3 separate regions of the Sus scrofa genome follow, and all the other regions are linked to region 1. A link is a contact called in public HiChIP or PLAC-seq data. All regions are on one chromosome and are shown on one strand. The core of a region is the stretch at or near the end of the contact, and the rest is flanking DNA. Distances in the headings are between cores, read along the strand shown. Region 1 has its middle 63 kb from the start of ZFP36L1. Region 2 overlaps RAD51B (DNA repair protein RAD51 homolog 2). Region 3 overlaps RAD51B (DNA repair protein RAD51 homolog 2).

Region 1 (3,719 bases), core at 749-3,248:
AGAAAAAAAAAGAAAAGACATCTCCTAGGGTGGACAGAAGGGTTTAAGGGGATTTGAGGATAACTCTGGGTTTGGGTGAGAGTTTTAAGCGTGGAGTTGGATGGAAGAGAAACATGGAAACTTGCTGGGAAGACTTGTGGGTATTGTGGTCAGCAAAACCTCGGGGTCCTCTCGCTCCCAATTCCATGCCCCCCCCCAAAAAAAAACAAAAACAAAAAAACAAAACATTAGGAAACTCCCTGACAACCAATGGGGTAAGGATTCTGGAATGCTTCTTTGGGTAAAAAATCTCAGGGCACAATACTATATATATGTGTGTGATAGTATGCTACTTTTGTGCAGGAAAAAAAGAATGGAAAAAGCAACTACATGCAATTATTTTCTTATAACTACATAAAGAAATTCTGGAAGGATGCGTAAGAAAATGAAGATGGCCATATGGACATAAGAACTGGACAGACGGGAGAATGAGAGAGGGGTGAGATGTTATTTATCCCTTCCTATGTTTTTATTTCTGACCATGAATTGGTTTACTTATCTCCCCAAAGGTCCTTTTTCATTTTTGACAACAACAACCCCCGCCCCTGACCCCACTAGCTCTGAGGTCCTCTCTGGATCATTGCCTGTCCATCCTGCCCGTATTTTCTGCCTCATTTTTGCTAATGTTATCACCGCTTCCTTTGCCTGACTTTTATTTTTTTTTTCTTTCCCTCCTCAGTCCAATTCCAGGCCTCCTTGTTTAAAACAAAACAAAGCTTTCCAAACCTAAACTCTATGCTGCGGCATTTTCCTTGAGTGGACGTACTGAGCGATGGTGGCTGGTAGCCTTCATCTCACAGGACTTCTTAGGCTCTGAACCCTGATGGTCCAGCTCCCCTGGCGAACGAAGGTGGGGCCGTCCCTGGCCTTGGGAACCCACTCCGCCCTTCGGTCACCTTCAACACATCCTTGAACATTCCGAGATGCTCCTGTGTGGGCCTCTCATTCTGTAGCCACAGTTGCAGAAATGCACCTCAACCATCATCCATCAAATCACCAGATGTCACCAGCTTTCCAGTTCCTGAGATACCTCTTGGTCCTTTTCTCACCAGGCTGGATAATTTTGATTCCTATAACGAATTCCACCACCCACCATCATTCCTTCTCTTCCATCTTTCCTTCCTTCCTTCCTCCCTCTTTTCTTTTTTGGCCGCCCCGCGGCATATGGAGTTCCTGGACCAGGGAGCAGATCTGAGCCGCAGTCGTGACTGAAGCTACAGCTGCGGCAATGCCAGATCCTCAACCCACTGTGCCGGGCTGGGGATCGAACCTGCGTCTCAGCACCCCCAAGTCACCACCAATTCCATTGCGCCACAGAGGCAATTCCCATGCCTTCTTTTGAAATCACTCCAAGCATCTTTCTTAATTTTTAGAGCCTCCGTTTTATAACAAGAGGCTAAGCCCTAAGTACAATGACAAGATTGTGACATGGTCTCTCTCTGCCTCTCTGCCTGGATCCCTGTTGAACGAGTGTTCAAATGCAAGAAAAATCTTTTACGTGTCAAAGTCTTTTTTGCAGTTCACAGAGCACCACCGTCCCCTTTATCTCAGCCTCTCTGCCTGGATCCCTGTTGAACACATGTCAAATGTAAGAGAAACCTCTTACATGTCATTGCTTTTTTTTTTTTTTTTTTTTTTTTTTTTTTTTTTTTTTTTTGCAATTCACTGAGCGCCACCATCCCCTTTATCTCACCCATCAGACCCTCTTAGTGTCTTACTATTTCCACTGATTCAGGTTAAGCTTGGCCCACTGGTCTTTATTTAGCTCATCTTTGTTATACCTGTGGGTAGATCTTATAAGCAGGCCTTGGCACTGGTTTACTTGTGGGTTTCCTTTTTAAAGGTCAGTGTGAAACAGGAAATGTGACTAAGAAAATCTTCCTCCATAAAGCTTCACTTCATTAACTGGAAAAAGGAGCCCATTGCCTCTGCCCCAATACTTACTCATGACCCAAACAGACACATTTCAAAAGAACACATAGTTCCCCAAACACTGAAACGTGCACACTAAGGTTCATGTGTGGATTGAGTGGTGACAGGTCAGGCTTGCCTTGTCTGGTCCATCCTCCTGCCAACTCGGGCTGCCTGTCACCATTCCTCACAGAATCTGGGGATTCTATGAAGGGACCTGGGAGGTCAGGGAGACCTCGTGCCTGACCAAGGAGGGGGTGGAGTTTAGGAGCTGGAACAGTTGGCAATATTCGTGTGGATGAAGGGCGAGCTAGATGGAAATCTGGGAGTCTTGACTCTTAAGCCACATCTGCCCCATTAAACCACATGCCTACCTCTTAAGCTTCTGGAGGGGCCCCTGCATCTTTCTTCTCTTAGCACATAAGCCCGGTGATGCTGCAGTGTGGACATGGGGTTGTGGGAGGGGACCCTGGGCAAACCCTCTAGGCTTCCACCCTTGGGGAGGCGGTAGTTGAGACACTTGGGATTGTTAGGTTTGCAACCTTACTCTGGTTTCCTCAACTATAAAATAGAAAAATAATAGCTCTTACTGTAGAGGATGAGCATGTGAGATGAAGACAAATTAATGCACAGAAAACATTTAGAGCAGTCTTGATGTGTGATCACTCTGTTAAGTATTAGCTATTATTATTCCGATGGGTTGGTCAGCTTTCCTCCATTCTATTCAACTGGACGAGAATTTGGCACCAACCAAGGGTTTTGCTGGGGCTGTGAAAATGGCCACATTGAAGCTCCACCTTAACTCTGGCCAGTCTCCCAAAGGCCAGCAGTTTGTCTTAAGGAAAACTGAAAAAAAAAAAAAAAAAAAAAAGAATATAGATGGTCCAATGCACAGTCGACGCTGGGCTATGTGGCATGGGGCCCACCTCTGAGATGTCCTGGTTTAGGACTGCAAGCAGTGCTGAGCTCTCAGAGACCTTGGGCCCAGTGTCAGTTCTGGCTTGGCATGTGATACTGGGCTGGGGAGCACAGCTTGAGGTGTAGGGGCTTGGGGCTCCATGTACTTGGACCAGACGCAGAGAGGGAATGTGGGATGACGTGAGGGGTGCCATGGTCAGGCTCAAGGGTGCTGAGTCCTGGCTTGACTCACCCTTCCATCTGCAATCTCAAGGCCTGTCTGCATGCTGGGAAATTCCTGGGGAGGGGAGGAGGTTAAACTCTGACCCTAAAAGGCACGTAGATGCTTCTTCAGAGCCTCGAGTTGCCTCACTCTGCCCGACAGCTTCCTGAAAATGTAGTCTTACCACACTAAGAGGAAGGATGGACCTGTAGTAGTGTGGGACCCCGGGTCAGTAGGATTTACAGGGGGAACCAGAGATGCAGCTGCGTGTGTGAATGGTGAAAAGGGCTGAAATTTTACTAAAACATTTCCACTGCACACATCCATGCATTATGTACCAATTTTAGTTCTTCCAACATGAACATGAACCTTTGGCTCTATCAGCCCACATTGTCCTCTTCCCCAACTGCCTACATACTAGGGGTTGGTGACCCTCTTCCAAGAAGTGAAGCAGGTGTGGCCAGGTGCAGAGATGCTCTTTGCAGACCATCCATTGAATCCTGTCAATATTTAGGGCCTGACTTGTGTCATTGTTATCTGCTGAGTGACAAGGGTGTTTTCTTTCTCGATCATTCTTGATGGAGAGACCAATAATCTTCACTTACTCTAATGTACCTGGGTAGACATTTGCCACAACTGGTTGGCTTGC
Region 2 (3,719 bases), core at 457-2,956, 490 kb after region 1:
ACAAATAACAGCCCTGTATGAGTGGGTGCCGTTGTCACCAGAGGGTTCTATTCTGACCTTTAGTCCATCTAAATAAATAGAAAAATAAGCTGTCTACTAAGAGGCCTACAATACTTAACCTTACATTAAAAAAATCAAAATTCCCACTCACAGCCCCATTTCCTAACACAAGTGAACCCCCCACCCCCCCCACCCTATTTCAAATACATGAATGAGCTGATGGCCTAGGGCCATAGCCCGCATGCTGGCATCTGAGGACAGATACTTAAATGCTCTTGGCAGTATCTTCTAGGTTTTCCTATAGGCCAACATCAGGCCAATTTATCTGACCTCTTTGATCTGCACGGCTCCTCCAGGACCTAGAGCTATTTTCTAGAGGCCTGAATGAGTCAGAAGAAGAACATGATTAATCAACTTGGAAAGATTTGAAAGCTGGAAGAGAGCCATTCTGTGAGTAAAACCTCGGAGCTGTGGGGCTGCAGCCGTTGGAAAGTTAGGGGATTTCCACGGTTGAAGCCATGTGGCCGCCTGGCTATGGTCCCTGACCTTGCAATAAAGACAGAACAGACCTCGCCGGGTGATTTACCTCAGACAGGCTCCTATGGCTGCTGCCTTTGGCTGCTCGCTCTGACTTGACAAAACCAAAGTTATTTCCCCCTGAGCCTTAGGAACTGGCTCCGCAAATTCCCTCTGCTTTTTCTTCCCAATGGGTAGCATTCTCAGCCCCTTGGCTTCACTTTTATGTACAGAGAGGCTTATAATTAGAAGGGTATGTAAAGCATCTGGCCCAGGACTAGACAAACATTAGGTGGGTCTGCTCTTTCCCGGCACGCAAGGTGGATGGGACCCTATTGCTCTTCTTTTTTTGACAGCTGGGAAGCCCTCAATACCACTTGAAATCACTTTTCCTTAAGATGTGTATCACTTGCCACTGCTTCTCACTTGGGCGACTCACATTCTCCCAAATCTTTTATAGGGGACTGGATTCCTGAAGTGACATTTTTTTAAAGATGCTACTCTAACAGTGTCGGGCTTTTATTCCTTAAAGTCCTGCAGACACTGAGGCTGAGTAGGATAAATACATGTTCCCTGTTTGCTGTTTAATGTGTAATGTTTTATTGAGGCAAGAAAAGCGTCTCGAATCTCTGATCTGTCTCCACTGGTATGTCTCTACTTCCATTCTCTTGCCCTTCCACGTTTGGTACGCCCTTCCCTCTTTCTTCTTTCTTTCAGTCAAACACAGCAATCGCTTGGATTTTATTCCCATTTATTGCCATCTCTTTCCTGCTTCTGCTTTCTGTTCTATCACCGCACCCATAATAGGTTCTTTGTGTCTGCTGTCGAAAATGTGTCAGCAGGATCAGGATGTACTAATGCCTGACTGCTTGCTGGTCTCCTGTCCCCGTTTCTCTCTTTAATATCATCTGGTTTCCTTACGTAACTTCTCAGGACCTCGTCCATTAACTTAAGAAAGAAATTTAGGCGAAGGTGTTTAATTCTCTTCCCTATCAGAAAAATGAAAACTCCAAGTGTCTGCCCATTCAGCAAACTAACTGCCTGAATGCGGTCATACATCTTAGCTATACATGCAGACATATACATGTAAACTTTCACTGACAAAAGAGTTCTCATCCCTTGAGTCATGGTTCACAAGGCATTTGTTGAGCAATGCTAGCTGCTGCTTTTCACCGTGCTGGCATGGAGAGAGAGCCCTGGGGATTTTGCCTTTTGGCCCACAGATCAGTAAACACATTAGGGATTAACCGTGAAGTGATAAGAAGCTTGGGAGTAGGGCACTAGAACATTGATTTAGAGGAGGCGAAAAGAAAGGAATTTCAGGAAAAGGAATAGAAGTTATGAAATGGAAAAGAATTTTTAAAAGAATGTGTGTGTGTGTGTGTGTGTGTGTGTAACTGAATAGCTCTGCTGTACAGCAGAAATGAACACAACACTGTAAATCAACTATACTTCATTTAAAAAAAAAAAAAAAAAGCTATGAACTGTAAGACCAAATAGGGAAAAGAAAGGAGAGATGAAATAGAGTTAAGAGAAAAGAAGATTTAGAGAGAAAACACAAGACTAGATGAAGGAAGGCAGAGTGGTTCAGGAAAGAAAGAAAGCGGGCATAGAGCCATGAGAGCAGAAAAAGGTGGCCCACAGCTGGCCATCCACTTGAGAAAAAGCGCACGAAGGAACATACTTAGGAGTAAGTAAATACAGATGAGAAAACATTCCAAGTCAATGTGTCATCCGCATTTTAAAATCCCCTTTGTTATTATAATCTACTATCCACAATATGGCTTCTTGTTAGAAATCCCTCAGCCTATGGAAATAGAAATCTCTGTCTTGCTGATCCTTTTGAAGTGAGTTACTCTCATCAAAGCCCGCAAAGACTCAAATCCTGTGGATTGACACAACTCAAAAGTGAGACAATCGCTTAACCGGGAGGTTCTTGTGACAGTTTACTTCTAATAACTGGCCTTAATTTTGGCCTTCCAGAAGGGATGACGACAGTGATGATGGTGATTTTTATCACAAAGAATTTTTTAAAATTCATGTTGCTCCAGGCAACTACAATGACCAGTGATGCCCCTTGCTAATGACTGGTTTAAATTCTAAAAGTACGCTGGAGACAAAAGGACGTGACAATTACAGCTGAGCACTCCTGAGCTGGGACAAGCATCTGCAGGGCACATCCTAAGACGCAGAAACCCCTGCATGGCTGTTCATTTCTTGGGCTGTAAGCCTGAATCTTTTCCTCCCCTGCACAGATCTGTAGTGGACATCTGCTGCCTTTGAATCTCCCTTTCTTTTGGTAGAAATACCATGGTTTGGGAACTCTTGTGACCTTTGTTGTAGGCAGTGCTGGTGGGACTCTCATTCCAGGTGCAGGTGATTCCTGTAGGCAAGCACAGGCTTATAACCCAAGCCAGCCAATCAGATTCTCTCCTGGGACTCCGAATAATTAGCTGAACAATAAAGATGTAAAAAAATTCCTGGAATGGATTCATTCCAGAAGTAGTACTGTGAGGTATCTATTCGTTCCTGTTTCCTGGATTCCTAGAGTTGTCCTGCTCTGAAAATATATTCACTCTACTTTTCCTTCAATTCTATGACCCATTCCATATCCCTTCAAAACTTGGGGGTTTTTGTTTTTTTTTTTTTTCCTTTAAGGTAGCGAGAGTTAGCTTCTGTTAACATCAAAAACTCTCAACTAATACAACCCACATTATATTGAATCAAAAAGTCATCTGCATAAGACTGCCCTACAATTTGATGCTTTTTGTAGCCTCTCAACTGGCTACAGGCCTGCTCTCTGTGTCTACCCAGCTGAAAGAAGCGAACTTGTTCTGAAGAGCAGGGGCAGAATGCAGAGACTGGCTAGAGGTGAGTTGAGTTTCCTCAGCCTCGTCAAAAAGCTGAAATTTTAATAAGAGATGAAGCTATAGCCTGGCCCATGATGGCACCAGAAGCTGATCACGAACAATCATTCTATCAAACGTTAAGTCATTAATTTAGAGATGAGGCAATCCAGAAAGCTGTGGGGGATACAAAGATACAGAGGTACAACACGGTTCTGATCCTGGCTCCCAGCTGAAGACTTGTCTAACCAAAAAGGTCTAGCAAGCCCCACACTGGACCTGGGATACCTGCCCTGTTGGTTACCTTCCTGGAGACAGAGTGACTGACCAGCTGAAGAGGAAGCACTGTCCAGCATA
Region 3 (3,719 bases), core at 307-2,806, 450 kb after region 1:
CTCTGGCACCCGACTTGACATCTGAAAAGCTCAGTTTTATCCCTGTGAAATGGGAACTGTGAAACTCAATGCTTCATGGTCTGGGCAGTGGCAGTGTGTGCATGAAATAAACTGCTGAATTTGTGATGATTAAACATGGCAAAAACAGCAAAAATATGAAATTTTTGTATTATATTCATACCCAACATGATACATATGGTTAATCTGAGGTTAACTCAGATATATCAGCTGAATAGATTCTAATCCTCTATTATCAACCACAGAAACATGAGTCTGAATACTAGGCCCGTGAGCCGACTGTGTCAAAGGCATTTCCTCTACAACCATGGGGAGGACTCTTCTCTAGGTACAGGTACTCCAGGAGCTCTGGAGGGAAATTCCTCTCTAAAATGGCTCCTATCTAGAAGTGCTATCTTGTTGATTAACATTAATATTTTGCTACATAGTCCATCAAATCCTTAAACACTTAATTCTCATCTATTATTATTTCCTTGGATTTTTTTTTTTTTTTTTTTGCTCTTTAGGGCCACACCTGTGGTATACGGAAGTTCCCAGGCTAGGGGCTGAATTGGAGCTACAGCTGCCTGGCCTACACCACAGGCACAGCAACGTGAGATCCAAGCCGTATCTGTAACCTACACCACAGCTCACAGCAATGCTGGATCCTTAACCTACTGAGCTGGGCCAGGAATCGAATCCGAGTCCTCATGGTTACTAGTCAGGTTCATTACTGCTGAGCCACGACGGGAACTCCTCTTTTTGGATTTTTATAGCAACCTTCTGAGATGTGGAGAAAAGCTGTTATTGTCCTTATTAATAAGACGAAACTGAGGCTCAGAGAAGTTACTGGAATTGCGCCTTTGAAAGGAGGTAGGATTCTCATCCTAAATTTTGACAGTATTCGACTATCGTCATTTCTGCAAAATACCATCCTTACTCAGCAGAATAGAAATTAAAATTAAACTTTAGCAAAACTAGAGTTTCAGAAGGCAAAACAGGGTTTACCTGAGGTCAGGGGAGGGGACTGATTGCAAGGGAACATGAGGGAATTTTGGGGGTGATGGAAGTGTCGTTATCGGGTTTACATATTTGCCAAAACTCAAGCAAATTATATGCTTTAATGTATGTAAATTAAAATTTTAAAATGTGATGTTAATCTAATCCCCCAATTTTACTTTCCATAAACAAGGGAAATTATTGCCGTTTGTTAATCTCTTTCTACTGCTTTTGTCCAGAAGGCTAATTATCTCCTTGGAATGTTCTAGCAGTAAACATGTTCCGTCATCATTTCCTTCATGTTAGATGCAATGGCATTCTAGGTTTGCATAGGGGGATTTTTGTTCCTATGATACCATTTGTATTTGCCCTATGTAGTTGCCTACACTGAGGTATGTTTTTAATATTTGTGGTTGTCACAAGGTTTCTATGATTAGGGCTACTCTGGGGATCTGAATCAGCTGGATTGTTCACATTCAGAGCTCAAAACCAAAAGAGCAAACATTTCCAAAGAGCAAAAAAAAAAAGCAATGTCTTTCCTGAGAGCACAATATACTTCCCCTTTCGGAGCTGCCTTTGACACAGCTAAAGGGCACACAGATCCTCGGACGCAGCCTACAGGGGCAGATTCACAAGTCTGCTTTTTGGGGTGCGGGCACTCAATGAGAACTCAAGGCTCTGGTCTCCTGCTTTGGAACTGATTTGGAACCCTGATTCTGTACTCCTAAAAGATGAGCCCTCTGTCTCTGCAGCTCTGCACAGTACCCAGAACTACCTAAATAAACGGTTTGCTGATGGCTTGATGAAATAGAAATATTTACATATTTTCATAGCACTTTACAGAGTGCCTTCACATTTATTAGCGCACTTGAGGCAACAAATCTTGGGCATTCAGGGCTGTGATTAACTCTATTTCATAGAGATATCAAAGTCACCAGGAATATATGCTGTTTGTCAAAAGGCACTCGGCTCTTAGGTGGTGGAGTTAGAAGTTTGTTTTAGAGCCTGTCCTCTGCTCATTTACACCACAGGGCCTCTGATAACTTCACTCAGATCAAAAAGCCATGGGCTTCCAGAGAAGGAAGTCTCTAACATGTATTTCCGAGAGTGCAGACATTGATCACTTTGCTAGACAAGGATTTCCTCATTCCTCATGAGTTGGGGAAGAGATAAAGAATAAACAGGAGGGGAACATCTCTCCACCATCTACAAACCCTGTGCATACACCTTATCCCATTTGGTGGCATGACATCTCATTTACTGTGCATTCCAACATCACTGTATTTATAATCCGTATTTTGCTGAGCAGTCATATTTATCCCTCAGAGCATTAGCCATCCACTCCCTCCTCTGTGAACACTTCCCTGATCTTCCAGAGCAAATCGTTTTCCTTCTCTGGGTTACTTGATTCATACCAATAGAATAGCATTTACTATCTTACACTGTGCAATTAATTTTTTCATACCAGTCCATCCCCCTAGTCTGGGAACACCTTAAAAACAAGCACCATTGTCTCATTCACTTCTGTGCCACGGGCACAGCACCTGATACCTGGCAGATCCCAAGGAAATTATTGCTAAAAACTCACTATGGGACCTAACAAGTATGTGTGATGTTCTTAGCCATAAATGAATGATCCGTCTTAAGAGATCAAAGTTTACTAAGGTCAAATGAGCTACTGTTCCAAAGACACAGTAGCTCTGCCATTATAATCCTACCTCCAGCTCCAGTTTAAGAAGTCCATTTTAACCACTGATAAAAGTTATCGTAGGGCGTTCCTGTCGTGGCGCTGCGCTAACGAACCTGACTAGTATCCATAAGGACTGGTCTTGCTCAGTGGGTTAAGGATCCAGTGTTGCCACAAGCTGTGGTGTAGGCTGCAGACATGGCTCAGATCTCAAGCTGCTATGGCTGTGGTGTAGGCCGGCAGGTGTAGCTCCAATTTAACTCCTAACCTGGGAAACTTCCATATGCCATGGGTGCAGCCCTAAAAAAAAAAAAAAATGGTAGCACTGGTGTCTAGTTCATAAGGGTCTGTTCACTCCAGGCATCAGGGTAAGAGGAAGCCCTATCAGTAGAGGGAACTGGATACAGGATCGGAAGCTGAGATCCAAAATGATCCAACTCATTCCAAGATATCTGGTCGCTTGGCCAGTATTCCACACAATACACTTGATCTAGATTAACCCATTTTTTCACACCAAACCCTGTGATAAGTATATGCTATTGGGACGGTACGATTCAGAGAGATAAAAGTCTTTAGACCCCATATTCCATGTTTTTCCCAGTATTCGGCCTCCAAGCACACAGTTTCAATTTGAGAAAAGTAATACCCAAGGCAGATGAGAAGTGGTAAAGGAAGTTAAAACACAAAACTAACTGCGCTCTCTCACGTCCTGCCATCCACGTTCCTTGGATCCTCAAAGTTTCTGACATCTTAGTCAATACTCTGCCATCCCCCCAAACCAGATTCAACGAACCTCTTCTCTGCCTAAACTAATTCCTGGCCTCGGTCTCCTCCGAACCTTTTAACTGTCTTACTGCTCCATGAAAGTTCCAATAACCAACTTGTATCCACTTTCCGTTTCCTCTCTTTCCTAGTCTCTGAAAAGTTAAATACCCTATGAGATGCCTCCTGTACCTCGGGCGTTCTCCACAAATTGGTAAGGTCACTGGTAATTCCATAGTTTCAATTATAGGCTCATCCAAAATCTCACCAACCC

The links. HiChIP or PLAC-seq counts read pairs in DNA pulled down with a chosen protein or histone mark.
Region 2: a contact with region 1 is called in an H3K27ac HiChIP or PLAC-seq map of alveolar macrophages. The contact joins two enhancer-like sites. A contact is called at or near these places in 1 of 47 Hi-C or Micro-C datasets (liver) and 1 of 2 datasets of contacts at active chromatin or transcription factors (alveolar macrophages).
Region 3: an H3K27ac HiChIP or PLAC-seq map of alveolar macrophages shows a contact between it and region 1. The contact joins two enhancer-like sites. A contact is called at or near these places in 1 of 47 Hi-C or Micro-C datasets (liver) and 1 of 2 datasets of contacts at active chromatin or transcription factors (alveolar macrophages).

Annotation. Positions count from the first base shown.
Region 1 is chr7:92,431,395-92,435,113 of Sscrofa11.1, reverse strand. No RefSeq gene overlaps it. Among named protein-coding and RNA genes, the nearest start is that of ZFP36L1, 63 kb to the left of the region's middle. Within about 2 kb of position 1,998, at least 10 of the 83 cell types and tissues checked have an H3K27ac peak or open chromatin away from gene starts, as enhancers often do. A contact at or near this core is called in alveolar macrophages, where this site is marked.
Region 2 is chr7:91,943,273-91,946,991 of Sscrofa11.1, reverse strand. All of the region lies in intron 8 of RAD51B (DNA repair protein RAD51 homolog 2), which reads right to left. Among named protein-coding and RNA genes, the nearest start is that of RAD51B, 350 kb to the right of the region's middle. Within about 2 kb of position 1,706, at least 43 of the 83 cell types and tissues checked have an H3K27ac peak or open chromatin away from gene starts, as enhancers often do. A contact at or near this core is called in alveolar macrophages, where this site is marked.
Region 3 is chr7:91,985,433-91,989,151 of Sscrofa11.1, reverse strand. The region is part of intron 8 of RAD51B (DNA repair protein RAD51 homolog 2); the gene reads right to left. Among named protein-coding and RNA genes, the nearest start is that of RAD51B, 390 kb to the right of the region's middle. Within about 2 kb of position 1,556, at least 15 of the 83 cell types and tissues checked have an H3K27ac peak or open chromatin away from gene starts, as enhancers often do. A contact at or near this core is called in alveolar macrophages, where this site is marked.